4 separate regions of the Mus musculus genome follow, and regions 1, 2 and 4 are each linked to region 3. Evidence: chromatin contacts called from public Hi-C and HiChIP or PLAC-seq data. All regions are on one chromosome and are shown on one strand. The core of a region is the stretch at or near the end of the contact, and the rest is flanking DNA. Distances in the headings are between cores, read along the strand shown.

Evidence for each region. A called contact is a pair of places that touch in the nucleus more often than the background predicts. HiChIP or PLAC-seq counts read pairs in DNA pulled down with a chosen protein or histone mark.
Region 1: a contact with region 3 is called in a Hi-C map of uterus, with 2.7 times the contacts expected there. The contact joins two enhancer-like sites.
Region 2: an H3K27ac HiChIP or PLAC-seq map of microglia shows a contact between it and region 3, with 4 times the contacts expected there. The contact joins two enhancer-like sites. A contact is called at or near these places in 3 of 484 Hi-C or Micro-C datasets (the N1E-115 cell line, astrocytes and nephron progenitors) and 2 of 115 datasets of contacts at active chromatin or transcription factors (microglia and neural progenitor cells).
Region 4: a Hi-C map of uterus shows a contact between it and region 3, with 4 times the contacts expected there. The contact joins two enhancer-like sites. A contact is called at or near these places in 10 of 484 Hi-C or Micro-C datasets (bone marrow-derived macrophages, nephron progenitors, palatal mesenchyme and 2 more).

The regions. Positions count from the first base shown.
Region 1 is chr9:61,402,840-61,410,689 of GRCm38.p6, forward strand. It overlaps Tle3 (transducin-like enhancer of split 3), which reads left to right. Exons shown (of 20, transcript NM_009389.2): 8 at 613-629; 9 at 4,515-4,634; 10 at 5,441-5,491; 11 at 5,927-6,079; 12 at 6,436-6,577; 13 at 7,097-7,296. Among named protein-coding and RNA genes, the nearest start is that of Tle3, 34 kb to the left of the region's middle. Within about 2 kb of position 2,637, at least 106 of the 459 cell types and tissues checked have an H3K27ac peak or open chromatin away from gene starts, as enhancers often do. A contact at or near this core is called in uterus, where this site is marked.
Region 2 is chr9:60,986,922-60,993,799 of GRCm38.p6, forward strand. It overlaps Gm51680 (a long non-coding RNA gene), which reads right to left. Exons shown (of 3, transcript XR_003948176.1): 3 at 1,121-2,595. Among named protein-coding and RNA genes, the nearest start is that of Gm5122, 27 kb to the right of the region's middle. Within about 2 kb of position 4,765, at least 142 of the 459 cell types and tissues checked have an H3K27ac peak or open chromatin away from gene starts, as enhancers often do. A contact at or near this core is called in microglia, where this site is marked.
Region 3 is chr9:61,166,265-61,173,281 of GRCm38.p6, forward strand. No RefSeq gene overlaps it. Among named protein-coding and RNA genes, the nearest start is that of I730028E13Rik, 31 kb to the left of the region's middle. Within about 2 kb of position 2,832, at least 49 of the 459 cell types and tissues checked have an H3K27ac peak or open chromatin away from gene starts, as enhancers often do. A contact at or near this core is called in microglia and uterus, where this site is marked.
Region 4 is chr9:60,943,690-60,950,853 of GRCm38.p6, forward strand. No RefSeq gene overlaps it. Among named protein-coding and RNA genes, the nearest start is that of Gm5122, 70 kb to the right of the region's middle. Within about 2 kb of position 5,137, at least 7 of the 459 cell types and tissues checked have an H3K27ac peak or open chromatin away from gene starts, as enhancers often do. A contact at or near this core is called in uterus, where this site is marked.

The DNA.
Region 1 (7,850 bases), core at 1,387-3,886, 240 kb after region 3:
GTTGGCTTTTAGGTATTTACTGGGCCACATAGTCAATATCTTCCAAGCTCCCAGGGGCTTTCGGGGAGGAGTCGCCATCCAAGCCTTAGTCCGTGCTGTATCCTAGGAGCCAGTGGCCAACTGTTTTGTTCCTTCTTGACAGAGGGGAGAGGACAATGAGAGCTGCTGATTAGCTGGACTGGTGTGACCAGAGGCCTATGCTTCTGGGGGCTTTTTGGCAAAGGAACAGAGAATGGTGTTAAGAAAGCAAACCAGTAGAAGTCAGTTCCAAATTGCAATTTTTAAAAAAAAAAAAAAAAGCAATAACCTTCCCAGCTCTCATGTACGATTCTAGAAAGTACGGCGAAAAGCAAACCAAGATTCTTTTGACACACCAGGAAGAAGGCTAATGGCCTGGATTCTAGGCCATGCTGGGCACTGGTGGGAGGGGGCACCATTAAGATGCCATATACGGGGCGTGCCTTCACTGCACTCAGGGAAGTAGAGTCAGGCTAACCAGTGAGAGGTGGCTTTGATAAACCACAAAGGTCAACTGTGATTTATTAAAGTGACCTTGTTTTTTTTCCTTGTGGGTCCTGACCCTCCTCCTTTCCTGGCCTTCCTGCCTCTCAGAGAGAGAGTCCAGCACGGTAAGTGAAGGTGCTTTTGGTGTAGGGATGGGGTGCGGGAGGAAGATGGGCCTGCCTAGAGGCCTGTTCCTAGAATTACAGGCCTGGCAAGTAGCCTGTGCTACCCACAGCTAACCCCAGTTTCCCGTTCTGCTCTGTGGGTGGAAGCTGGGGTTTTTATTTATCATTTGTTTATGTGTGCCCACAGCTAGAAGACCTGGCTTCAGGACTGGTATGTGGGTGACGGTGTCTCTACCCATATTCAGTACTAGGGGTAGTTACTGTCTATCATAATATAGGAGTTGCTGTCCTCTGTTGAGTGACCTTTAATTAGGGAAGCTGTTTAACTCTAGGCACTTGCCTGAGTGACCTCCAAAGCCCCCCTTACAAAGAGACATGGTCAACTGAAGCCATTAGCCCACCAACCTACATCTTCCAAGGGGCTCTTTGGAGTCACTGGCCTGAGCCCTGCGTTCCCGATGCTGCCTAGGTTGATGATGGTTCATCAGCCCCGTAGGCTGGATGCCTACTTCCGGCATAATCCCGAGCCCTCCTTTCTCCAGATGCCCAAGGTTTCTCCCTGCTCTGCACTTTGACTCTGTTGAAAAAAGTGCTAGCTAGCAGGTATTAAGGCCAGGCCGCCTGCGTGTCTGCCAGCTCAGAGATTTGCTGTAAATCTTTCTGATCACACCGAGGCTCCAAGGTTCTGTTTCAAGTGAATAAGCCCTCTGAATAAGCACACTGGAGTCTGGATAAAAAAAAAAAATCCTCCAGCGATTAGCAGAGCTATTTTATTCTTCATCGCAGAGCTTGTATCCGGGACCATCTTAATCTGCTAGGATGGCTCTCCTTATTACCTCATGTTAAGTAGGGCTTGGAATGTCAGGCCTTTAACTAGCCGTCCAGGCAGCAGCCTCCTCGGGAAGCTCTCTCTGCTTGACCCGCCTTCCTTTCCAATCCCTCCCTCCATCCAGACTGTTCTCATACCTCCCTCCCATTAGCTGTCTCTTCTTGCCCTGCCTGCCTGCCTGCTCAGAAATCCAGGCCCCGCCCGCCCCCTTGGGCTCAGGAATGGCTAGGCACAGAAGAAAGGATTGATTAAAGCTCAAGTCCATTTTGATTGCTTTGGTGTTGATCCTTAAACAGTGGCATACTTTTGGAGAGGCAGTTTCCCTACATAGAAGCTGGACTAGGTATGTCCACCTGCGTTGTCTCCCAACCCCACCCCCAACCTCCACCCCTCCCCAGCTTCAATCCAATCTCAGCCTTATGAGGTCTTGTGTCTTGACCTTGGAGCCCCTGTCTCCTCCTGCATGTCATGGGGATTACCCTGCCAGACGGCCTCTCAGCTTTGGATAGGCAGACCCCCTGTAGCAGGGCTCATTACTTGGTTAGCAGGAGGCCTTCCCCAGGAAGTGGGCATTGAAGCCCATTACCTACTTCTTCATACCTATTCGCTTTTGGCTTTGTGCCCTTGCTGAAAGCTTTCTGCCAGAAACCCAGAGGGACCCCCAAGTGTGCAGCCCCCCCCCAATAATGCTCCTGGCATCCAAGCTAGGCTGACTCAACATGGGAGCTGGGGAATGAACAGGGATGAATCCCATGACATCCTAGGGCTGGGCAGCTCAGGGAGGGCACCAGTGGGGGATGGGGAGTACTCTGGGGGCTGCATCCTCAGGGCCATGGTGTTGGATGGTGGAGATTGAAATAATCAGCCTTAGGAAAACAGCTTGTCAACAGTCAAGGCCTCCGGCAGGAAGGACAAGGCTGTGTCAGAGAGGGGAGGGGGCCGGGTGGACAGGCTGGAAGCTGTCCCAGAGGGGTTAGTCTGGAGTCCAATTAGAGGTAGCTTCATTCATATTTCCTTGCCTAGCTGAAGCAATAAAAAATACTTAGTTTTTTGGCCGCCTGCCAACCAGAGGCGGGCTGGATCGATGCCGCTAAATGCCTGACATGACTCTCCGGTAGCGGCGAGGGTTTTCAGCCTGACTGCATGAGAAGAAAGAGTTCCCTGTTCTCGCACTGGGTCGCAAGGAGAAACACGAGCAGCCACCCCGTCCCCTCCCTCCTCTCCATCACCCGCCTGCGCAGGGGCAGCCAGCCTGAGGGGCTGGAAGCATTTCTGCTTAGCACGGGGTGGCCGCCACCATCGGAGGAAATGAAATGAAATGACGGTGATTTTTTTTTCTGCCTGTGCTTGCAGCAACTAATTGAATTGCGGCTGTGAGCGCATCGCCGCCGCTCGCCCGGCTGCGGGGAAGGTTGAGCTGCAGTTCCATTATAACCTCCATTTTTTTTCTTCAAGGCTTGATAACTCTGCCATTTTAATTTGCTTCAGGCAGAAACTTGGCAGGGAAGGGCTGCCCAGAAAACCGGCTTAGGAAAGGAAATTAAGTTCTGCGGCTGGCTCCCTCCCACACCATTCCCCCAAACCCATCCACCTGCTGGCCACCCCGCCTCGTTCCTTGCCAGTGAACCCCATCCCTGGGCCAGCATTGGCCTCTAGTAAAATGGGGAAAGGAGACAAGAAGGGTTACCGTACCTGCCTTTAGTGTCCCTCTTTGTAAGCACATCGTCTTGCTCTGGAGTCCCACACGACTCCAGCATGCATCTTTAGCCTGTGTGGACTCCAGCATGCGTCTTTAGCCTGTGTGGACTCCAGCATACATCTTTAGCATGTGTGGACTTGTGGCCACTCTTATCCCTGTAGTTAGACCGGGGTTCTCTGACTCATCCTATCACTCCTGACATTAATGTCAGTCTGAACAAGGGTAGGTTTATCAGTACTTTTCTTATCACTAGGATAAGATAACTGGATCGAGGAAGGATTATTTGGCTCATGGTTTGAGGGTGTACAGTCCGTTATGGTCACATTGTGACTTGGAGGAAGCAGGAGTGTGGGGTGACTGGTTACATCCTAGCCACAGTTAGGAAGAAGCTGGCCTGTATCAGAACTCCCCTATAATCCCCTGTGGCCCTGTGTCTGCCAGCCAGAATCCATGTCCAGAAGGTTCCAAGGACAACCCCTCCCCCCAATCAGCTGGGACCCCTTAGCCTGTGGAGCACTTCACATTCAAACAGTGGTGCTTGAGGTAAGCCATTGAGTTCACTGAGGGGGCGCTAGGCCTTCAAGGTTTGCAGATTAGCCCTTGCCAGAGGTTCCCCCTCCCTGTGCACAGCCACAGGACACCCTGCTTCCAGCCTTCCCTGCTGCTCACCTGCCTCAGATCTTCTCTTTCTCAGGCTTGTCATCCCTAGGGATTCCCCTCCCTCCCCCTGGAGCAGAGGAAGAACTGAGAAAACTCCCAGTGCTCTCTCCCCAGCATGAAACCTACAGTCCTCTGCTGGGAGACCTTAGCTTGCTCTCTTGGGACACTTGTCCCCACCCTAAGGGAAAGGCTTAGTGGCCTTGCAGGCTTTGTGCCTTTGTGACACTGGCTTGTCTTCCGTTTGTGGGAGGATTGGCAGTGGAGGAGCCCGGGCTCAGGGTTGTTCATCTCTGCTTAGGGCTTTATCTGCAGCTCAGCACCTTTTCTCATTCGCTGCCCAACTTAAAATGGAAGTTCTTCATGTATGCTCATCTATGGCTCAGGTCTGACTTGAAAAGACACATCTTTCCTTGAAGTAAATAGAGTGACGGGTGCCCCTCACCCTCTTGGGACCTTGCCTCAGGCCAGGAAACAGAAATAGCAGTACCTTGCTTCTAAAAATTGATATCTTGGGTAAGTTCCCAGGGACCCAAGGTGTCCTGGGAACGTCGTGGGTGAACCACATCTGCAGACACAGGGTATCTGCCCACCTCCGTCTTCTGGCCCTCTGTCATCCGCTTACTCGAATGTAATATTGCCTGTGTGCAGTATTATACAATCAGCATGGAGGTTTGACCCCAGGGTCCTCTTCTTCCAGAACAATTCCGTGTCACCCTCTGAAAGCCTCCGGGCCAGTGAGAAGCACCGGGGCTCTGCAGACTACAGCATGGAAGCCAAGAAGCGGAAGGCGGAAGAGAAAGACAGCCTCAGCAGATACGTACGTAGGGGTCGGCGAGTGGCTTCGCCGGGTAGGGTTGTGACCTCCCTTTGGCCTCGACTCTGGCAGTTGAGTTCTGAGTCTGAGAGGCTGGTAGTTGTGTCAGGGCCCAGAGAGAGGGAGAGGTTTATACATACTCTGTGGTCAGGTGAGCCATTGGGAGAGAAATGGACAGGGGCATTACCCAAGCCTACATGCAGTCTTAGGAGAGATGAAGGTCCTAGACACCTCTCTGCTGCACCCCATGCTCCAAGGGAGTGTCCTGGGGTACTCCAATTGTGAGCCCCACCGTCTACACAGTCCACCCCAGGCATCCAGCCACGGAGACACAGTTTGTAACAACCTGATGGCGTGACCTTAACCTGTGAGATAACAGTGGGATCACGGTTACATGTCCTCCATTGCCAGACTGAACAGGGGTGAGATTTGAGTCTAGAGGAGGGGCTACTGCCAAGCCATCTTTGTCCCATCTGGCTGCCCTGTGGCTCTGATCATGTTACACAGAGCTCAGTTGTGCTACAGAGTGAAGCCAGTCACCTGCCCCAAAGTGATGGGGGGAAGGAGATGCTGGCTTTCAAAGGCTCAGGACTATCGTAATGAGGCTGCTTAGACACGTCAGAGCCCCAGAGGCTGCACTACAAAGAACTGGGAGGAAGGAATTCCAAGGCTGCTCATAGAGGGCAGGGGACCCAGCAGCCGAGAAGCATGAGCTTTGGGGTTTGGTTGGGGAAGTTGTTGGGGTGCATTGTTAGGCTTGGGCAGATCAGGGGTCCACATGCTCTTACTGGCTTCTCTCTTGCTTATAGGATAGCGATGGGGACAAGAGTGACGACCTGGTGGTGGATGTCTCTAATGAGGTAAGGGCAGGCCCCAGTTGCAGGTGGGGTGATTTGGGACAGATCCTCTGTAATAAGGTCTCTTCTGCCTGCTGCTGGAGCCGGGCAGTGGTGCATCAGGGAAGCAGGGAGACAAGTAGCTTCATGTGTGGGAACTGAAAGGAAGCAGCAGTCTTCGTGTCCCATAGTTGTCTAGGGTGGCCCTATCTTCCCTCTCCAGGGTTGGGGGAGTATGCTTTCCTGGAGAGAATTTCCCATAAGGCCCTGTGAACCTTGCTGGTTAGCATTCTGGACTTGTATGTGACCTGGGGGAGGTCACCCCACCTGTGAGGTAGAGGGCTCAGGGTCTAGATTGTTCAGAGCTAATCCCCTCCCACCCGTGCCCATTACCTTCCTGTTGCTAGGGCAGGGATACCTGCTTTCAGCTTAAAAGCTCTGTTACACTTGTCCTTTCAGGACCCAGCAACACCCCGGGTGAGCCCAGCACACTCCCCTCCTGAAAATGGGCTGGACAAAGCCCGTGGTCTGAAGAAAGATGCCCCCACCAGCCCAGCCTCCGTGGCTTCCTCCAGCAGCACACCTTCCTCCAAGACCAAAGACCTTGGTCATGTATGTGGGGGTCTGTCCTGGCACCTTACAGAGCTGGGGGAGGGGAGAGACAGGAGGCATGCTTGCAGAGGCTAGAGCTCCAGTCCTGCTGCCTGCAGGGTGGGAATTGGGTGTGGAAAGAACGTGGCTATTAGGATTGGCTGTGCTTTAATCATTAACCCACACTAGTGAATGTTTTGGAGCCTTGGTTTCTGCATCTTTAAATTAGAAACTTTACCACGGTCCCTGCCAGCTAGAGACTTCTGTTCAACCCATGCTTGGCTTCATGTGGGACCAGGGCTAGGCATTTTGCCCAACTCTTGGGAGAAAGGAATCCTCATGGCGTCTTGTGGTCTCTGTGTGTCTTCCCTTCTCAGAATGACAAATCTTCCACACCTGGGCTCAAGTCCAACACACCAACGCCAAGAAATGATGCCCCAACTCCAGGCACCAGCACCACCCCGGGGCTCCGGTCAATGCCGGGCAAACCTCCAGGCATGGACCCGATAGGTATAATGGGTAGGCACAATGGGACCCGGGTCAATCTGATGGGGGAGGGGAGGTTGGTCCCTGGCTAGATAGAGCCAAACAGATGGCCAGCAACATAGGGTGTCCAAGCTGGGGCTTCACAGGTCTGCCTGGTGATCTTTCTTGTCAGGTTTAAGGATATGGAAGCCTGCACCTTTGACATTGATATATTAGGGTTTTTGAGGGTCTTTAGCATTGCTATGTCAGAGTCTACGAGGCCTCTGCTGGGCTAAGTGTGAGGAAAGAGCATCTAACAGGTTGTTACCTTAGATCTGTGTTCACTGTCTGTTAATGGTTTTGTGAGCTCCTGAGCAGGCCCTCTTCTTTGGGCCGTGGGCTGCCCTTGGAAAAGACATGACTCCAATCTTGGCCTCAGAAGTCAGGGGTCCAGTTGGGTAGCTTCAGATCGTAAGAGGGCTATGGCCTCAGCTTTGTCTATCAGAAGGGTGAGCCCACTCTCACGGATGCCTCCTCCCCACTCATCCCACTTCCTCATTCACATCCTCACAGCCTCGGCCCTGCGAACACCCATCACCCTCACCAGCTCCTATCCAGCACCCTTTGCCATGATGAGCCACCACGAGATGAATGGCTCCCTCACCAGCCCAAGCGCCTATGCTGGCCTACACAACATCCCATCCCAGATGAGCGCCGCCGCAGCCGCTGCAGCCGCCGCCTATGGCCGATCGCCAATGGTGAGCTTTGGAGCTGTACGTAGACCTTTTGGCTCCTTTTGGTGGGGGCGGGGATTGGGTAGGGAGTGGGAGCTGGCAGGGTTAGTATAGTACATATCCCCGCATGCTGAGGGGATCCTCGGTTGTTGTCTTAAGGTGTCTATTGCTGCGATGAAACACCATGACCAAAAGCAAGTTGGAGAGGAAAAGGTTTAGCTCACTCAGTTCCATAGAACAGTTTATCCCCAAAGCAGTGAGGGCAGGAACTCAGGCAGGGCAGGCACTTGAAGGCAGGAGATGATGCAGAGGCCATGGAGGAGTGCTGCTTACTGGATTGCTCTCATGGCTTTGCTCAGCCTGCTTCCTTATGGAACCCAGGACCATCAGCCCAAGGATGCTACCACCCATAATAGGCTGAGCCCTCCTCTACCCATCACTAATTAAGAAAATGCCCTACAATTGGATCTTCTGGAGACATTTTCTCAATTGAGGTTCCCTCCTTTCTGATGACTCTAGCTTGTGTCAGGTTGACATAAAACTAGCCAGGATATCTGTGGACACCTGACAGCTGCTCTGGGAAGAGCACCTGT
Region 2 (6,878 bases), core at 3,515-6,014, 180 kb before region 3:
TTCAATTCCCAGCACTAGAGTATGATGCATAAGCTAATAATCTCTGCACTTGGGAGATGGCAGAAAGGTAATCCTTGGATAAATAGTGAGTTGGGCCCAACCTTGGATATGCGAGACAGTTTTTAAAAACTGGAAAGAGATGAGATGGGACTTCCTAGTTTGGAGGACAGAAATAAACTCATTCACTCGTCTGCTGAGGCTCCCCAGCCATCTGCTATTAACTGATGCCAAGGAATAAGCCAGACTCTGTGGTCATAATACAGAGGGCATGGGTACTGATGACTCTTTCTCCTCCCACCTCTTTGCATGTGTACTTGTGGTGTGTTTGCTCACATGTATATGAGCATGTGTATATGCATGTGAATGTGTGCGTGCGCGCGCGTGCTCGCGCTCATGCATGCATGTACAAAGGCAGAGGTTGTCATCAGGTGCCTTCCTATAGTCCTCTCCACTTTTTTTTTTTTTTTAAACTGAGGCAAAGTCTCTTGTGAACCTGGAGCTCACCAATTTGGCCAACTAGCTTAACCAGTTTGGTCCAGCAATCCCGTGTCCATCTCTGGTGTTCTGGGATTGTAGCCAGGTCGCCACATCTGTCAAGAAAAGCCATTGCATTCTGCCTGCCTACACTGACCCCTTGGTAAGTGCATCTGTGACTTCCCAGCATGTACAATGGAACCTAACTGAATATATCCCATATTAATATGCATTCATTCTGCCAATCCCATTATTTTTGAGACCCCTGTCTGATAATACAGCTCTTCCTAGGTCTGTTTTAGGTTCCCTTTCTTCCCCCAGCCAAGGAACAGGGGACAACACCAGTAGAAAGTTGGATCTCTGAACTTAATTATTGGTTTTTACAAGGCTCATCTGCAACCTACACTGTGTGGGTTCAAGGACTTATCCAGGGCAGCAGAATGTGTGGTGCATGATGAAGCAGAGTTTGGGGGCAAAGAAATAAATAGTCACTATTATGGAAGAAGTAGTTATCATGAATCTATTTTTAATCTCGCCTTCCTTTTAAAGATAATCGAGGCTGTCTTCTTAAGAGGAAGAATCCAGGCTTTGATATGTGGAAAGGTGCAAAGAGCTCTCCTCCCGTGGAAGATGCTAATGAGCCGCCATTTACCCCGCCTAGCCTTCATTAACTGCATTAGTCTGCATTAACACTTTTAAAACATCTTTAAAGACGCATTCAATTCCCTTTTTTTAATCTCTTCTTTTCTAGAACTGTGGAATCATCTTGATCCTCATCTTCATCTTTTCTTTGATGACAACTTTTGGTTTAATTTGTATTTGGAGATTGAAATGCAAATCTCCCATTACCCACAATCCCCTCCTACTTATGCTCTGCAACACTGTGGGAGTTGGGTTCATGGTAATTCTTCATCCCAGCCCCTTCTCGCTCCCAGGGTGAGCTGGGGGGGAGGAGTTTGCTCTGTAAATCCCAGGGCACTTTATACAAGTACCGAATGCTGTGTCACGATAGACTGTACCATGGTAGGAAAAGCTCCCGTGGCAGGGACAGGAAGAAGGCTGGGTGTATAAGAACACTTGCTTTGCAAGCATGAGGATTAGAGTTTGAATCTCCAGCACCCACACCATGTAAAAAGCTGGGCCTAACTGCCATGTGTCTGTAAACCCAGCATTACGGGTTGTCCCGAGATGTCACTGGCCAGATAACCTAACAGCCACACTTCTGGGTCAGCAAGAGCCTTGAGACCCACAGAGGAGGGAATTCTACGCCTCTGCTTTGCTTATAAGCACAGGACACAAACCCACACACACATGCACCCACCGCGAACATGTGCCACAAACACAAACACATTCCCTATCTGCAACGTAACAAAATAAAACATAAAAACATAAACAGGTTGGCTTCCAGGATCTTAAAGGTCTTATTCCTCATGTCCCTCTGTCCTTCATCATGGTGTTCTCGTGCTGAGGAAAAGGCTGTGGATGTTTGCAAGTGAAGTGCCTCACAAGCTGTACTTGTGGCTGGGCCCAGCAATGTAGGCCCGTGGTCTTAGCAGCTCAGGAAGCTGGGGATGGAGGGAAAGTTCAGGGCCAGGTCTGACAGCTTGGTGAGATACTGCCTCAAAATCGAAAGTAAGAAGAGGCCCAAGGACATAGCTCAGTAAGAGAATGGCAGCCTGGGATGCCATGTCAGCTCCTAACACCGCAGGGAAACACAACATAGGCAAACAAAAGCCATGTTGGTTTTCCATGAAGCTCAATGTAGAATTGCTGAATGACCCAGTCATTCTACTTCTATTCTATATGTAAAAAAAAAAAAAATTGAAAACAGGTGCTTTCACTACACACACACACACACACACACACACACACACACACACTCCTTCTCCAATATTCAAAAGTACTGTTCATAATATCCCCAAAGTGGAAACAGCTCAAATGTCCATCAACAAATAGATTATATGAACAAATATGGAGTACTATTCAGCCTTCAAAAGGAATGAAGTATGAGCTGAATAAAGCACAGCCTGAAGGAGCCTTGGAAACACTTTGAAATGAAGGAAGCCAGGCACAAGAGCGCAAGTACGCATGGATCCACTGATGCTGCGGCACGTCCTGAGTCTGAAACAGAAAAAAAGGGGAATAGCAGTTGATAGAAACATCCTGGAAGTATACAGAGGGATCGACACACAGAACTGAAATTATGTCAAATGCCATTAATGCATTTAATATTTAAATTAAAAATAAATGATTAAAGGTCACCATAAACTTAATATAAAACCATATTGGTTTTTCCACAGGGAACTGTGTTTATTTTTCTTCTCAAGATCATCTGAACTTCAGGTTAAAGGTTATAGGATGTCTGGAGAGGGAGGGGAGAAGAGGGAGACGGGCGACTTCAGTCCTGGTAGGGCAGAGCCACCCCTTCCTGGCAGGGTGCCATGGGCCTTTGACATTCCAAGCTGTGTAACTCACTGGCCTTGTTACTGTGGCAAAATACTTGAGCAAAGCAGAAACAGAAAGGTTCATTTTGGCTCAGATTTGAGGGGACAGTCTGTCATGGCAGGGCACGGCAGCGCATGGCAGCAGGAGTTGGAGAAGACTGCAGATAGGAGCCAGCGCTTTGCTTTCTGCTTCACTTCCACGAGTCCGGGGACCTCAGCCCCTGGATTGGTTCTCCCCACGGTTAGGACCGGCCCTCCCACTTCTTGCTGCTCATCTAGAAACTCCCTCACAGCTGTACCTAAAGGCTCACTGCCTAGGCGATTTAGATCCCGCCAAACCGGAAGTATTAGCCATCATCCCAGGAGCCTTGCCCATTTCCTCTGAGAAGGAGGCTAAGGATGCTGAGGCCCACGTGATCAGTGGGAGGGTAGGGGAAGCCTGGATGACTTTGCCAGCACTCACTGGTTGCTTAGTGAATACAGGGTCTGCTTTCCCTCTGCATCAGCAGAGGTTACCATCTCCAGGCTGTAATAAAAGCAAGTTTAATCTGAAATATTAGAGATTTGCAAATCCGGGTTATATGATGGAGTATAGGCATATCTGGGGAAGCAAAAACAATACTAATGCGGATTTAATTTTTAAAAATTGTTATTTATGTGTACACATGTGCCTGCTTGTCTTTATGTGCACCATGTGCATACAGATGCCAGAAGTGGATACTGGATCCCCTGCCCTTGGGTTCTGATCTACCTAATGTGGGTGCCGAGGAACAGAATCTAAGTCCTCTGCAAAAGCAAGAAGCACTCTTAACTGCAGAGCCATCTTTCCAGCCCCAACTTTTAATTTATTTTATTTCGTAGTACCAGGTATTAAACTCAGGACCTTGCACATGCGAGCCAGTCAAGCACCCTACCGACGAGCGATGTGAACAAGCCCTTTTATCGATGCAATGTTGACGTGTGAGGCAAGGTCTCACTAAACTGCCCAGGTGAGGCTTAAACGTGGGATCCTCATGCCTCGGCCTCCCAAGCAGCTGGATCACACAGGGCCACAGCTCCAGGACTGCAAACCACGGTTCTAAAGGTGAAATGGGTCTGTGGCTACCCCATCCCCGGCATGCCCGAGCTCATCTAGAGGTGAAGGGAGCATGGCTGTTCTAAGGTCCTTGTTTACAGGGATGGGCCACATGCAGGGTCTGGCAGGTCCGTGCTGTCCGTGTGGTAAGATCTGGTAGCCTTTGGTCCAAGGCTCTGTTTTCCAGAGCTCTTGAAATATTTTTTATAACAGCATATGGGAGTGACAACCAGCTGACCCCAAGTCTTGTCTGCTCTATTAGATTCCCAAAGGACTCCACTTTAATTCGGACAACTTTTACGTCAGCAACTGAAGTCTCTGTCAGGGGACTCATGCAAAATAAGCACCTTTATCGAGGACCTCAGAAAGAAAAGGAGATTTTCCTTGATGAGGGCAGGACCCACGTTGCCTCAGGCACCCACCCCTTCCAGATGGCAATGGGGCATCAGCTCCATCACAGCCCGTGCCAGCCACCGTGTGCCTCCTAGTTCCATTTTACTCTAGGAAGAATGTGAGTCTGCTTGGCTCAAGTATGTGTGTTCTTGAATTTGCACATGTATTTGTGTGAGATCTTAACCCGGCAGGTGGGGTGTTGGGCACCCTTATAGTCCTGTAACCACTAGAGGCTGTTCATGGGAACCGGAGCACCAGGCAGTCAGCCTAGGGTGCCGGGAACACTGTCTTTCTGTGGCTAGTGGTACTGAGCAGGATGTGTAGAAAGGAGACACCCAGTGAGGAGGCCTGTGGCCCCAGGCCGCCACACTTTCTCTTCCTCTCTCTGACGGCAGAGGCAGCTTCAAGCCTGCTCCTTCCTGCTTGTGGCTGAGCTCAGTCAGTTCCGCTTTCACTCTTGTCTATAGCAAACCTTCTGCAGAACCTCAAGTTTGCCTCCACCAGGAAGTCCTCCAAGCCAGTGCTCTCCCCAGCTGTTTCCTTTTTAGGCTTTCTTTCTTTCTTTCTTTCTTTCTTTCTTTCTTTCTCTTTCTCTCTCTCTCTCTCTCTCTCTCTCTCTCTTCTGGGCCCTGTACACTTCATAGTACCACTAGTGTTCGTCTTCTCTATGCACACTGTGTCTTTTTGCGGTCTCTGAGGTCTCATCAGGCACCATTTATGTGTAGTCCTGATGCTATTAGCACAGCACTATTTGAACAGAGGTACCTGGGCTTTATAATGATGGAGACAGATGAGCTGTGGATGGAAAAGGACCCTGGGCCTTGAGGCCCTATCATTCCTGCCTGGGACCACTAGAGTCACCCTGCACAGATAAAGGATATTTGCGTAGACCACAGGGGGGAAATCTCAGCCTAATGTGCAGTAAAAGCAATTGCACAGTGGTGACTCTGGAAGAGATTAGAAGGAAAGGCCCTCTGCCTTGGCCCCTCAGGTGTGAGTCAATTTCCACCGACGAAGGCCTGCATTTGAATGGCTTTGCTCTCCTTGCTGACAGGGTGGCTTGGGCAAACTTCAAACCTTAGGCTTCTTCAGGCAAAAGATGGGGAAAATAAAAGCCAGTGGCCTGAAACTGTGCTAAGTGGCTTGGCTGGCCTGGGGCTAGAGGGCAAGCTTTAGCCTGCTGAGGGAGCCGAGAGGAGTCTTCAGTTGAGAAGACTGTAGAGGGCCTCTGAGACTGAGAAGAGGGGAAGGACCTCTGTTCTCCCTCTGCTGCAGGCTGGGTACCTGGAGAAGCAAACTCATAGGCCTACTTTCCTAGAAGGTTCATATTTCCAGGTTTTTATCCTAAAGCCAAATATACCAGAAAGGATTTTTCAGATTCAAATCTTGGGGTTTGCACAATTAAAGAGACCCTTCTAGTGAATGCTGCTTTAATGAGACTTTTCTCTGGGGCATCGGGAGGCAGGAATGCTGGTTAAGCTATGTCCATTTCCTTTCTTCTAAAGTCCCAATGACAACCAAAGTTTGACCCACCAAAGCTCCTCCACCCCATGAACCCATGAGTAAGGGGTTATTGCTGGGAGTGTGGGTGACCCCCAAAGTAGCCACTCTGAAGTCTTCGCCTAGCATGGACGATGGCTTCCTCTTGGCTACATAGCTCTACCTCTAATCTTTCTCAAACTGTATATATTCTAGCTCCTTCCCTAAGATCCAGAGGCCACATGCATACAAATGGCTTGGGGGAGCAGCTGAATCCTCTCTCTTATGAGGGAACACAGTTTTTCATTGTGCCCTCCGCCTCCAGCCTTGAGTAGAGTAAACAGACCCACAGTGGTTTTACAACCTAGCTGGAGTCTCTAGTCTCTCAGCGTTTGCAATTTCCTACAGGAGTAGACTGCCTGCTTTGCAACATAATCCAGCTGAAACAAAGGATAGGGTCTGTGGGCTTTCCCTGTATAACCACAGAGCTGAACATTAAACTTTGAGCCTTGATCAGAAACTTTGTCTTGGCATCATCCTTCTCTCGCACCCCATTCCTTTTTCATTTTCAGCCCCCCTGTCAGGTAACCCAGTTCATCCATGGCTGCTGGACAGCTACATATCATCAACAAGCCCAGCTGGGATTGTCTGAAAGCAAGCACACCTGAACTCATGCAAACAGCGCCTGTTTGGCTGAGAGGAAAGTGCTGTGCAGTAGCAGCCCATGAAAGTATGTATGCATTTCCACCCACGCAAGTCTGGGGAAGACGAGGGCGCTGCTGGAATATAGATCCCAGGTATAGGCTTTCTAGATTCCAAGCCAAGAAACTGCTCACTAAGCCCTGGAACTGCTGTCAGGGAAGGCTGTGCTGTGCACTTCTGAGTTTCGGAATCCCAACTAGAATCTGAGCAGTTGGCGACACACCATACACATATATAAGCAGCAGGAAAGCAGCCATGACACTGGGAACCAACCCACTCAAGCCAATCCCTAATCTGGGGGAACCTTTTTA
Region 3 (7,017 bases), core at 1,582-4,081:
AGAAAAAAACAGAAGCTTTGAGGAGGACAAGGCAGGCTTCATGGAGGTGACTCAGAATCCCCAAGGACGAATAGAAGTTGGCTCTCCTCATAGAATCACAACAGAAACCCTGGTCTTGTACCAAGGGCCCCATACCAATTCAGTGTCTAAAACTTACCAGAGCCCTGTGAGGTAATATTTGTCTTCAGATAATGGAACTAGAGAGTGCAGGGACAAAGCATTCTGGCCCAAGGAAACAGAGTGTGGGAAAGGACATACCACTGAGTACAGAAGGCACTCACTAGAGAGGAGGAAGGAGGGGTCACAGATGGATGAGAAGCTAGAATGGAAGAAACAAGATGCACTTAGCCAGTAGCATTCTGCAGAGCTTGCAGAGATGGCTGTCTTCCAGAGGATCTGAGTTGAGTTCTCAGCACCCATCTCACATACCTCCCGCTCCAAGGGGAACCTGGTGCCTTGTGACCTCCTGCACTTGTATGTAACATCCCCCCCACACATATTAAACATAGAAAATAATATTAAGTAAAATAAAGCATACTGTTACCCTCAGGGAAAATGGTGTCCTCTCCCACTTTCCACTCTACACTGTGTCATCTTCCCACTCTACCCTATAGCAGGTCCTGGGGTTCCCCCACATCACTCACCACTAGGATCTCCTCGTCTTCCCCACCCCTAGGTAGAGAACTAGCTGAACTAAGGGCTGTCGCTTTCCTGCAGGGAGCAGGAGATTCCTTCCAGTTCCCCTCCCCTTCACCTCAGAAAGCCCCAGGACAGAAAACCGAAGACCCTCCAGCTGGACCTCCTCCTTGGGGGGTGGAGATGGGGGAGACAGAACTCTTCTCTGACATCTCAGGCCATGGAGGGGAAGTGTCCTTGCCTGCCTGGCTTCTGCTTTCTTAAAGACTATTTGTGTCTCTTTTCCCTCAACAGTCCTCCTTACACACACACACACACACACACAGAGAGAGAGAGAGAGGGGGGGGCGTCTTGTGTCCACTCCAAACATAGATGACAAGGAGTCTCAGAAAATCGGCCTAAAGAAACACTGAACAAACTGTTTCCTGAACAGGCCTATCATCGTGACCCTTGTAAGCCAAGAGCTCACTTTATAACTTGGGAATGTACAAATATTTACAGTTGTGGGGAAGGGAGCCAACATCTTCTAGAGGGTCCCAGGATGGGAAAGGAGCTGAGGTCTGCCTAGCCAGTCTCTCCCTCACTATCCGGGACCTTACAGGATCCCCTGCACCTGGTCACCCTGTCTCTCTGCCCCTAGTTTTGGGTCTCTGCAGCCTCACAGTAGCGTATGTTCTTTCTCACAACTTTGGAAAACCACTGTCTCCATTTATTCTTGGGTTCCTGCCTCCATGGTCATGTTCCCTTGATAGGCTAGCACAGCCTAGCTGGCCAATGTCCATCTCAAACTATGACTTGCAAATCTGTTTCCCGTTCGACAGCTGAGTGGCTTGTCATGCTCCCACCCTGTGCCCATCGTTCCTGGTCTCAGAGACACAGCTTGCTCTCCATGCAGCGTGAGAGGGAGAGACGGTGGGAACAAACTTGTCCCGGATGCCTGAGCACCGTTCTAGCTATCTGAAACCAGCAGGTTCAGGACAACCCCAGGGAGAAGACATTCTTCTCCATTCATTTGGGAACTTGGTCTCCTGACCTAGAACTGAAAATACAGAAATAAAAGCAGGAGGGTCTCCAGGCCTAGTGACTTTATTTTATATTCTGTATCTGTATTGACTTAGTATCAGGGGAACTGGTTTTAAAGCTATTTCCTGTGTAATTAACTTCTCTAAGCCTAAGGTGACTACCCTGTCCCAGTTTGCCTAGACTTAAACCTGTGTGTGTGTGTGTGTGTGTGTGTGTGTGTGTGTGTGTGTGTGTGTGTGTGTGTAGGGTATGACATCCTTGGGTGTCATTTCTCAGATGCCATACACCTTGTTTTTTGAGTCAGGATCTTTTGCTGGCCTGGAATTAATCAAGTAGGCCAGGCAGGCTGCCCAGCAGGCTCAAGGGCTCTATCTGCTTGTCTGTGCAAGGACCGTAGATGGATGTGTGCTTATGGCCCACAGGAGATTGGACTAATGTTCTCATGCTCGCATAGCAAACACTTACTGACTAAGTTGGCTCCTCAGCCCCAAACCATCTTGTTGGGTTTGGGGTTTTTTGTGGGGAGCAGGGAGATGTTTTGGGCTTTGGTTTTGGCTTTTTACAGTGGTAAGACCTGTGTCCCCAGAGACTACTCAGTTCTGGGCAAATGGGTCCAGTTGGACACCCTTTAAAACTAATTCCCTCATGATGAAATGATAATAGTGGAGTTTCTGTGAAGTTTCTCTGAAAAATTGCTCACTCAAAACCTCCAGGATGCTGGCATATATACATACATGCACATATATGTACACATGTTCATATATAGGCACTCAACTGATGATTTCTTAAATTGAAAACTTAGTTTACTGTAGCAAGTTAGGAAGATGCAAGAGTGGAGGGGGGCTAAAAAATGGGCTTCCATAGTTTAAATGGGTAACGATTTTAAATGTTGACGAACATAAGGAGATCCCTCGCAGAGGGTCTCATGGCTCTCTCGTAGGAGTGCCCCATTAAGGTTCAGTTAAGTGCTCCAGGTGAGACTTCCTCTGACAGGAAAAGCGCTAATCCCATGCACTCTCACATCTGAAGAAGCAAAGTGGATGAAACTCCCCTGAGCAGAGCCACAGGAAATGCCTTAGAACCCTGAGTCTTAGTCTTATGGGTTAGCACCTGGCTACCCTGTGGCATTGGCTTTTGGCCAGGAGATAGGACAGGGAGGCACAGATGAGAGGCTCCCACGAGAGCCTGAGTCTGCAGTTCACCCCCTGTGACTGCAGACGCGTAGTCTTCACACGTCCGGTCTGGTCACCACATCTGTAAAATGAGGAAGAGAAAGCAGACAAGGTGTCTAACGGACAGACAGCAAGGAGGTCCAGAGCATGGGTCCACCACCCACGAGGCACCCATAGGGCAGTGGCTTTGGGGGCTGTCATTGTACCCTGTGCCTTGGCCCATGTCCTCATAAGTGATGATGGTGTGAACTAAGGCGCTTCTTGGTGCATGGGAAGTTCTCAGTAAGTACCACTCATTTTGTTGTCCGCCCCCTACTCTGGGCCTAACATGGAGGTCAACCGTGCCATCCTTCCCTCCCTACATCACCAAGGGTTAATGAATAATAAGCATTTATTAGGGTGTTTGGTTAGGTTCCTTTTCCCTCCTGAGCCTGCCCTATCACTCAGCTGGCTCATGTTGAACTTGAGGCAGACTTTAGAACCTCTTGATCTTTATGAGAGCTGTAGGCAAGCCAGGTCTCCCTCACACTGCCCTTGTGCAATTTCGTTTTGGAAACCGTGTTCGAGACATTAGATTTATTGATGCTGAGTTTCATCTGCTTGCTTTTGACCCAACATTCTCCACTGTCGAGATCATCCCAGACTCTAAATCTGTCAGCTCCTCCAGCTTGGAGTCATCTGCAAATTTGATGCACATGTTCCCCACATCTTCATCCAAGGTCTCAGCTTGAAACAACTATTTTTATAGATAAAAATAGACACTGAGATACAGGCCATTCTGCAGATCAGAGGGACCCACACTCAAGGCTGAGCAGCGGGGGAAACTCACCATGTGGAAGCAGGGGCTTACGACCCTAGATCAGATGTAAGACTTTTCCATACGTATGCCACTTACATGTGCCGGTATCTTCTCCCGAGGTTCCAGAATGTTTCCAGTGATGACAAGGAGAGTTCACTTCAAGGCCACCTGTGGTCACTTCCAACTTCTAAACCTGAGTCTACCAGGATGGGTTGAGTCTGTTGGCAACAAAGGCAGCCCCCAAAGCCAAGACCTGCCTTTCCCTATCCCACTGCTTCTCTAGCCAAAGATACCTGCTACTCATCCAAGAACTGCATCTTTATTGGCTCAGGGAGGTACAGGCCGTGGTGACTTAATACACTGCCTGCTTCTAGGGGGGTGGGGGGAGGGTCATGGAGTCTGAGCCACACTAAGACAGAGCTGCTCTCGGCCACCAGGAGCTGCCCATGGTTCTGAGCACAACCAGCCCAGGTCTTGAGGGCATCCTGTGTTACAGCGCAGGGTGGCCGGCAGGGCTTACTAACAAGAATGCAAGTCAGCATTATGGGAAAGGCCTTTGGCAAAGTACTAGGAAAAAGCTAGGAAAAAAAAATCTATGAGAAATTTCCTTAGAAAATGGTTTTAGAATAAATGCACAGGAACAAGTTCTATTTCTCCAGATAGTGGGACAACTCTCTAAGTAGTTTGGAGCTTCTCAAAGCCTCATGCCCACCTTCAGCCTCCATACAGTAGCAGACAGCTGATCAGATGTCCCCTAGCCCAGGACAGCCTTGTGGCTCTTGGAGGCATGACCTACTCTTTTGCTTTTGTTTTTCATGAATAAGTGTGCAGTCTATGTGCATATGTGTTCACAGATATGTGGGCACAAGTATGTGCTGTGCGTGGAGGCTAGAGATTGATCTCTTGAGTCTTCTACACATTGCTCTGACCTTTATTCCCTGAAGAGGGACTGACAGTATGGCTAGTCATGCTAGCCAGTCTGTTCCAGGGATCTCTGTCTATCTTCCAAGCATTGAAATTACAAGAGGGCCGCCATGATCACCTAGCATTTACATGGGTTCTGGGGACCTGAACTCTGATCCTCACACTGACTGCTTAGGCAGCAAGTGCCTTAGCTGCTGAACCATCTTCTTGGCCTATGCATCCCCCTCCCTTTGTAGGGAAAAGGATGATAAAGGCGATGATGGAGAGGGATGGTACCCATGACGGACCGCTGAGTCAGCCGTTGTTCTGGCCCTTCTCAACAGGCATCTCCTCTCCCTTGGGAAGCAGATGTTTTGTTATTCCCATTTTACTGAGGAGTAAACTGGAGCCCACTGTGACTGTAAGCAGACAGATCGGAAGCCCAGTCTCTGCCCATGACATTGCAGCCTGTCTCTGTAGTAACCTCCAGCTGGCTTTCTCATGACTCAAGCAGCCTCTTGGGGACAGAGCAAAGCTGCTCACCAGCCCCTGTGTGTCACCAACCCCTGTGCTATGTTGGGTCAGAATTCCAGGCTCACTGGAGAAGGGGCAGAGCAAATCTGGTGACTTAGCCTTTTAGTGCATATGGCATCAATCTCCTTTGTCCCTGGACAATGGCCCTTTAATTAGAGCAAGCCCCCGGTTATGGGTGGCTGTAAGCTATCATGAAGGTGCTGAGAACTGAACCTAGGTCCTCTACAAAAGCATTAAATGTTCTTAATTGTTGGGACATCTCTTCAGTACCCACAGTATGTATCTTAAATGTTACCCCCAAGCTCATGTGGTAAAGGCTTGATCCCCAGTGTTACGGCATTCAGAGGTGACTGGATGACAAGGGCTTTGAACTCACAAAGGGATAGATCTGTTAATGGATTCTTAGTGGAGTTTAGGGAAGGAGATTTGTTTTGTAAGTGCATGCATCCTCTCTTTCTGCTGCCTGGCTACCATGAAAGGAACAGCTTTCTTTTGTCCCAGGAAATCGGTCACAATGCTCTGTCCCACCACAGACCCAGAACAAGGTTGCCAAGTGGCCAAGGGCTGAGCCCCTTGTGATTGTGAACCAAAATTTTTTCTCCTCTGCAGTGATTGCTTGGAGATGCTCATCTCAGTGGCAGAAAATGGCTAACACATGGACGATCTCTGTGCCTTATTGAATCATGTGGAGTTAAGGGTGGAGCTCCACAAAGCCACATCTGTTAGCACATCTGTGGGTTAGGCACTAACCCACTTCAGCTCTTCCTGATGTTCCTTTTCACCCCATCAAGCAGTGCCTTCCCCTTATACCTTTTTTTCCGTGAATTGTCCCTCCTGAGTAGAGGCAATGACCGCTCCACTTCTTTGGCCTGGACAAATGATTTGTCCAGAAGGCAATGAGCTGAGCAAGGCCTTGAACACCCAATACCACAATCACTTCCAGTCCCCACACACTGCCACGGTGAGTCTCCCCCAAGTCCAGGTCTGGATTTTCAGCATTTGCCAATTGTTGATCTGCATCTCCATCATCAAGTCCTATGACAAACTTCAGGCTCTAGTTGGATAGGGGGCAAAGGAGACTATGGCTCTTCATTTTAACAATCTTCCAGATATCTAAGTTGCTTGTCTATCCTTGTTGGCTTTGTTAACTTGATACAGCCTAGATTCTAGCTAGACCCCAGAGTCATCTGAGAGGAAAGTCTAGATTGAGTGATTGCCTGGATCAAACTGACCTGAGGCCATGTCTATGGGGAATTGTCTTGAATATCTATTTTTGTAGAAGGGCCCAGAGTACTGTGGGAACCATCATTTCTGGGCATGTAGTCCTGGGCTGTATAAGAAAGCCAGCTATGCATGAGCCCATGGGCAAGCCAGCAAGCAGTGTTCCTCCCTGGTTACTGCTTCTTACTCCTGCTTTGAGTTCCTGCTCTGACATCCCTCAGTATATAAATAAATAAATAAATAAATAAATAAATAAATAAACAAATCCTTTCTTCTCCTAAGTTGCAGTTAGCTGTAGCATGTGTCACACTAACACAAAGAGATGACACTACGGTTCTGAGGGTCTCCATTTGGTCAAGGGTTGCCCTTTGGATCATCAGGGACCCTTGAGAAGGTTTGGAAAGACATCAGCCAACTCTGGGGTCCCTGGGACTGGAAACCCCAGAATCCCTAAAAATTGGCTTAAAAGGGATCTTTGCATTGGAGGATCTGTGGCCCCATGTCTCTAAAGGGACTCCTTCAGGAGGCAGGACATCTAGGCCAGGACCACCTTTTGCTTATATTCTTCCTTGCTTCCTCTGGCTGTGCCTGTCAGAGCCTGACAGTTAAGACTAAGCATTATTGCTCCCTATGCCCAGCCTGTACTATGCTCGGGGCAAGTCATGGACAGCCTGTGGAGGAAGAGCTGACATTTGTCTTAATTGGAGTTACCCATGTAAGTCCCACTAC
Region 4 (7,164 bases), core at 3,887-6,386, 220 kb before region 3:
GTGGCTCCAGGGCCATTTCAGGAGTTTCATAGTAGCAGGTACCTGGAAAGTCCTGACTTCAGCACTTAGGTATGAGGGTGGATAGGGAAAAAAATCCCAGCATGCATTGCCATTTCATCAAAAGTGGGGTTTGTTGGGAGTTCTCTCAAAGAAGGGAGCTTTCCATTTGAGGACTATTTAGCTATATCGGAATTCACTTTTGTCTGGGCTTCTGATGAGTAGAGGTGAAGGATGCTGGTAGCATTCTCCCACACACTGCAGAGTCTACACGGCAGAGACTCTTCCCACACACTGCAGGGTCTACACAGCAGAGACTCTCCCACACACTGCAGTCTACACAGCAGAGACTCTCCCACACACCACAGGGTGTACAGGGCAGAGACTCTCCCACATACCACAGGGTCTACAGGGCAGAGACTCCCACACACTGCAGAATCTACATGGCAGAGACTTTGACAGTCCAAATGTCATCAGTGCCTAGGTTGAGATTTAAACACTGAAGTGCGTTCATGTGGTGAGTGAATGGTGTTTGTGCTGGTGTCTTCTCTAATGGCTTGTCAGTGCAGCCTGTGACAGAGAGGGCACTGAGAGCTGACAGCTATCCTTCTGTGTCCTCCATATCTCCACTCTGAAAAGCCCAGTACCCCTTATGGTCTCCTTGGCATCTCCTCATCCTTCACTCTTCTGCTAACCATTGTGGGACTAAAGGTTAGAAGCATTTCGAAAAGAGCACAGTAGGTGGTTTTCAGGTGTGAGGGTGCAGGTGATTCTCAGGTGTGAAGGTGCAGGTGTTTCCCAGACGTGAGGTCACATGTGGTTCTTGGGTGTGAGGGTGTGCATGTCTCCCAGGTGTGAAGGCACAGGTGGTTCGCAGGTGTGAGGTCACAGGTGGTTCTCAGGTGTGAGAATGCAGGTGCTTCCCAGGTGTGAGGGCACAGGTGGTTCTCAGGTGTGAGGGTATGGGTGTCTCTCAAGTGTGAGGGATCTCAACTCACTTAAGCAGGTGCTGGTTCCTTCATATAGTGGCCTTGCCCTAATGAGGCACAGCACCCTGCTCCCACCCTTCCTCCCCACTCTTCTTTCCTGGTAGTTCAAATGAAGTCTCTCCTGGCCCAAGCCAACTCCTGAATCTCCAGCTTCTGTCAGCCCCTGCTGCCGGCCCCTATGCTGGGTAGATTTTGGTCAACTTTATCCAAACTAGGGTCATCTGAGAAGAGGGACACTCAATTAAGAAGCATCCCCCTATCAGATTAGCCTGTGGAGGCATTTTCTTGACTATAAGATTGGTGGAAAGTGGCATAGTTGACTGTAGACAATGCCACCCTTGGGTAACCTGGGATATGTACAAAAGCACAATGAGCAAGTCAAGGGTAAGAGCCAGTAAGCAGCATCCCTGTGACCTCTGCAACAGTTCCTGTCCTGACTCCCTTCCCTTCATGCTGGACTACACTGAAGCAGAAATAAATCCTTTCCTCTTCAAGGTGCTCTTGGTTATGGTGTTCTCTCACAGCCATAAGTCAGCCCTCTGCTGGAATTCCCACTGCTCAGGGGGCAGTGCCCATATCCTAGCACCTGTTCAAGCTGTTAGGAGCCTGTTTTGGAGTCGTGAAGAAGTGTCTTCCTCCTCTTCGCTCCTTCCCTTCCTTTCTCTGTTATTAAGTGTGGACTTTTTCAGTGGAAAAAAGAAGAGCCCCTCTTCCAAATGGGTGGGCCACGTCCAACGTCCTCATCAGGCCCAGATGCCAAAGTTATTTGTATTCTTGACAAGATCTCTGAGATGCTGATCTCTCCTTCCTGGAATTCATGACCTCCAGGACCCCCATCTCTGTGTCCCTATCTTCTGTGCTGTGAGTCACACAAAGGAATTAAAAATGTGTCCCCTCTCCAGAGAAACTTAAAATCAACAATGGCCTTGTGGGTGACAAAATCCCTAGCCATCACGTCCTAGCCTCCAGACTCTGGCCTTTTGCATGAGATCTCGGGTCCTACCCACAGGGAAGAGGCCAGTGGGGCACCTGCCACAGGCCTCAAGGGATAGGAAGAGAAGGAGGAGGAAGGGGAGGAGGGGAAGAGGAGGAAGAGGAGGAAGAGGAGGAAGAGGACCATTCTCCTTCGGCCTTGTGCACAATCCTAATGGGCTTAAGAACCAACATTCATTAGTAGTCTGGCCAATAGTTAAGCAGAACACTTCAGGGGAGTTTTAGATCAGGAAAGGACAGAAGAGAAGGAAAAGAGGAGAGAGAGAGATGCATAGAAGGCATTCAGCTGAGAGATGTAGTGGGCATACGGAAGAGGGTCAGCTGAGGGATGCAGGAGATACACCAAGGGAAGGTCAGCTGAGGGACTCAGCCCCTTGTCCTACGCTTGGGAGGGCAGCTTGAATCCTCCCAAGGAAGAAAATGATAGTGCCTAGGGTATCAGGGAGGGCCGGGGCCCATTCCATTTCTCCAGCAGAGTGTTTGTGTGGCCTCTGACCAGCCTGAGAGTGCAAAGAGGTTAAACACTAGGATGTTCCAGGCATTAGAAGAGAGAGGTGGTGAGAACTAAGATGTTCTGTGGTGATGGAGGGGGTAGGGGACAGGGCAATCATCTGGCACAGTGTTTGGCTTTTTTTCCCCCTCACCCAGGAGGGACCAGATATTTTAGACTCTTGGAGCTTTAAATGCCTGTTTACCTATATTGTGCATGTGGAAGCCAGAGGGTGATGTGCAGCATCTTCTTCCTTTGTCTCCATCTTCCTCTTCCTCCTCTTCTTCCATTTTCTTTGTAGCTTTTCTCCCCATCCACTCTCTTAAGTCAGGGTCTCTCAATGAACTGAGAGCTCATTGAATATCTGATTGTCTAGGCTAGTCAGCTAGTCAGGTGTTCTAATATCTCAGCAACCCAAGAGCTGGGGTTCCAGGTGTGTGCTGCCACACATGGCTTTTACGTGGGTGCTGGAGAGCTGACCTCAGGTCTTTACGGTCGTGCAGCAGGCACGTTACCCACTGAGCATGCTCCCAGCCCCTCACGGGTTTGTTATGGCTTTTGACATCGTGGCAGCAAGGAACAGCCATCGTCAATCTGAACAGATAGGCATGACAGTGTCCCAATTAAATAGGTGGCAGACTGGGCTTAAACATATATCTGGGCTAGACCCTTGTTCCTCAAAGTGTAATCTGGGCCAATGATGTGGGCTTTATTTAGGGGCTTGCAAGAAATATAGGATCTCAGGCCCCAGCCTGATCTATAGAAGCAGACTTTCATTTGGATGGATCAAGCCCCATGGGACTTTTGGAATTGAAGAAAGGATTTTGATCTTATTTTCCAAGATTCCTTTCAGCATCTGGGTCAATACATAAAAAATGACAGGAAGCAGAATTTCACCTCAATGTCAGAAAGTGTTCATTCTCTACTTCAGAATCTCTGTCTTGCAACAGGTGGCTACGTAGGCAGTGAGTACCCTATCCCTGGTATGTTCAAGTCAGGGCTAGATTCACAGTTGTTCACAGAGGACACGGGTAGGGTAAATAGCCTTGTAGCTGTGTGCCCTTGCCAAGAGGCAAACTGCCCGAATTTGAATTTGTGGACAAGAGGACATTTCATTGATCTTTGATCTCTTTGTAGATTCTCTACTTGTCCAGTGGGGGTAACCAAGGACTTCAAAGGATGGTCCCATGCATCAGAAAGAAGCAGAAGAGGCCCTTAGCACACACAGAGTGCCCGGAGTCGGCTCTTAGTCCGTTATATAATCCTACAGCAGAGAGTCGTACTTTACGGCTGGACTAGGGACCTGCCTTTGTATGCGAAGTCTCTCCTTCCAGCTCCGAGCTCAGCAGCAGGAGACGCTTTGGGGAACACCAGTCCCAGCTGTTATGTTTCGAGTGTTTGGTATGAGCCAGGCGTTATGAAAACCTTGCTTAATGACTCAAATTACTTTCAGATACTTGCTGGCATGGAAGAGTGATGAGATTAGAATCTGTTGCCGTCCAAACGCTTTGCCTGTTTCAGCTTTAGAGTCAACTTGAGCCCAGAGACGATGCGCACAGCTTGTTACCGACAGATTTATGCCATGTGGAGGGCCCAGAATTCCCCTAGAGCTGGTTAAAGACCTGCCTCCACCCCACGTCCGTGTCTCAAGATCACGGTGGCAGGAGCAGGTTATTACAAACAAACAAAAACCCAAGGTCCCTGCAGGCTCTGGGTTGAGTTACTAGAGGCATCCCAAGATTCGATGTCTCTGTCCACACAGCTTTTGTGTGCACGGATGGAAAGAGAACTCGGTTTTAGCCATAGGCTCTGTTTAGGATTCTTACTGTGGGTCCTTTTGGCTGTGTGGTCAGGGGCAAGGCTCTGGTCCTCTCTGAGCCTTGGTTTCTTCTCTTCTGCAATGGAATAATAATGCAGCATGCTCCACCAGGTCACAGTGAAGATGGAGTGGGAGCGTCAGAGCACCGTGGCTTGCCAGGAGCTACACAAGTGGGGCTTGTTGTTTTGATGAAACCCACAAGGCTCTTTGAAGGCTCTGCCTCCCCCTCAGTACTGGCTACATCACAACAGCTCAGTATGTACTTTATGGCTATCAGAGGAGCAAGAGACTTTCCTCTTGGAGGAACTGTTCCTGTGGGGTGGGGACTAGGGCAGATTCCCAGGCCTGGCCAGCCCAGCATCTAGCCCTTGCACTCAGTCTATGATGCACAGGTCCCTCCAGGCACTCTGCTCACCTTTCTTCCTGGCTATAGCATTGGATCATTTTAAAAACAACAACAACAACAACAACAAAACACCAACAGCATGAAATTCTTTTCTACCCAAAGAAGCCTTTCAAAACCAACATGCTGAGTTTTTTATGGTTTCTGTATATATTTTGCTTCCAAAAGATGGGTAGAAAGAACAGCAAGGATGGCCCTTTGTGCCCAAGGACAAGATCGAGCAAAGCTCAGGGAGGCCTTTCTGACCTCTGACTTCCCCCCATTCTACCTCCTTGTCCTCACTCCCTGGCACGAGGTTTTTGATGTGCTCTGGCTAATTAATTTAAAGTGACGATCGTCTCAGATGAGGCTGTAAATTACTTTCAAATGGCCCAGCCAGGGCCACCCACTACTGGAAGATCACATTGCAATGACTACATCAAGGCTTGAACAAACCCTCGACAAAAGGGGAGGGGAGATCCTAAAACCTCAAGTAAGAGCAGATTTCCATGCTATCCTCACTGCAACCCCAAGAAAGTGGAAACAGATGGATGGCGGCTTTGATAATGAGCGCAGCAATCAAGTTTAGATTAAAAAAAAAAAAAGCTCAACCCGACCCAGAAGGGATGGGTTTGACAGTAAAATCCCAGACACATAATGTTCTGTTTAAGAGTCTATTGACATATTAGCCGGGAAGAGAGTGGGCGCTGGTGCTGGAAGAACCTAACCGTTTCTCCTGGAGCACCCTCCAGTGTCCCCTGGCCTCGGAATGCAGACTGCTCCACGCCCTGATGGAAGCCACCTCAGGGCCTTTGGACTGGGCTGATGGTCATATTTCCCCTGGAAATCACTAAGTGTTCTCAAGAGAATTGCCTACTGCCTGCTGCCAGGTCTGAGCGCAGAGCAGAGGCGCTTCAGTGTTTAATCTATTTATGCTTTGGAGTTAGCGTGCATATATGTGATTTGGGGCCCAGGGGCTGGTGGTGGGGACAAGATACCAGGGGCAAAGACAAGGGCTTCAATATTGAGAGAAAAGAATACTAACGATGTGGCTGTGGACTTGGACTGGTGCCTCGGTTTGCCAATCTGACAGTTGGGTGACTTGTGGCAAATCTCACTACTTCTAGGTGAGAAGGGCAGTACATAAATGCACTGTGGAGGTCGGAGGTCCACTTTGGGTGTCATTCCAGGATACTATCCACTTTGGTTCTGATTTGAGACCTGAGTTGTCTGGACTAAACTCAGTTCTTCATGCTTATATGGTGGGTGCTCTACCAACCGAGCCATGCTCTTAACCCAAATCCTGATACGGTGCCTCTATTGTTTTGTATATAGAATGAAGACTGAGCAAGCCCAATTTAAGGGTTCCCATGGGACTCAGGCATACTGTATGATTGGTGTACTGTAGCCTTACCTGATAGATTCTAGTGGCCTATCCATATCTTTTCTGGTGACTGACTTGGACTGGAGGAGGAGGAGAATAACACAGGCATTTGAGGGCTGGCGCTTTGCTTTCTCCAACTCTGCCATTCTCCAGTCTCAGGTTTGGGGCTGGGTTGTGTCTTCAGACTGACCCTCAGCTTTCTGCCCACCAGCCCAGGCTATGAGGGGCGGCTAAGTAAGGGACAGAGCACCCCTGTGGATTAGCAACCACGCCAGGCAAGGGTGCACTCTTTGCCCATACTTGGCACCTGCTGAACACTCAATAAATGGTGGTTGAAACAGCCAATCAATATGGACAGGGTTTGGACCAGGAAGAAAAAGTCATAGTTTTGGAAAGTATTGAAATAAAATCAGTCCCCACCCCCCAAGAGCCCCAGGAACTTTCTCTAGGGAGGTATTTGGGAGAGTGGAATGCCATGGGTGTACACCACGCAGCAGCAGGTTGTTGGAGACTTCTGGAGAGGAGACAGCTTCAATCGGAGCACGATCATGGTCGGGTCCAGCGTGTGTTTGCACAATTGCCAACACAGTCACTTTGGAAAAGGCAGAGCTTCAGTTCCTCACCAAACCTCCTGTCAGGCTGTTTGCAAAAGCTGTTTGGATAACATTTATAAGCACCCTGGGGACAGGGACCAAGGCTGCCACATTGGCAGGGTATCCTGAGCCTCTAACAGGTGCCTGCACACAGGAGATGAACCATAAGTAGTGCATGGCAGGTGTAGGCCCTTCTCTCTTTTCTTTCCCAGTTACCAAGCCAGGCTGAACTCTGAGCTCTGACACCTTCCAATTAGAGGGTTTGATATTCACCATCTCCTAGACCCCAGGGCTATGCCTGCTGGATGATGGCAGTCTTTTCTGGAGCCCTGCCCCTTACTGTACACAGCTCTTGCTTTAGGGTAGCCCAGATCAAATGCTCTTTTAGAATCCAGTTCTGTGTCAGCCTTCCGACTCCTTGCCTTGTATTCTCCCACCATACCAAGGGCACTTGTGATGTTGACTAAAATGTTGCTTCTCCAGGACCTCAGGGAAAGGAGATACCACCAAGAGAGAA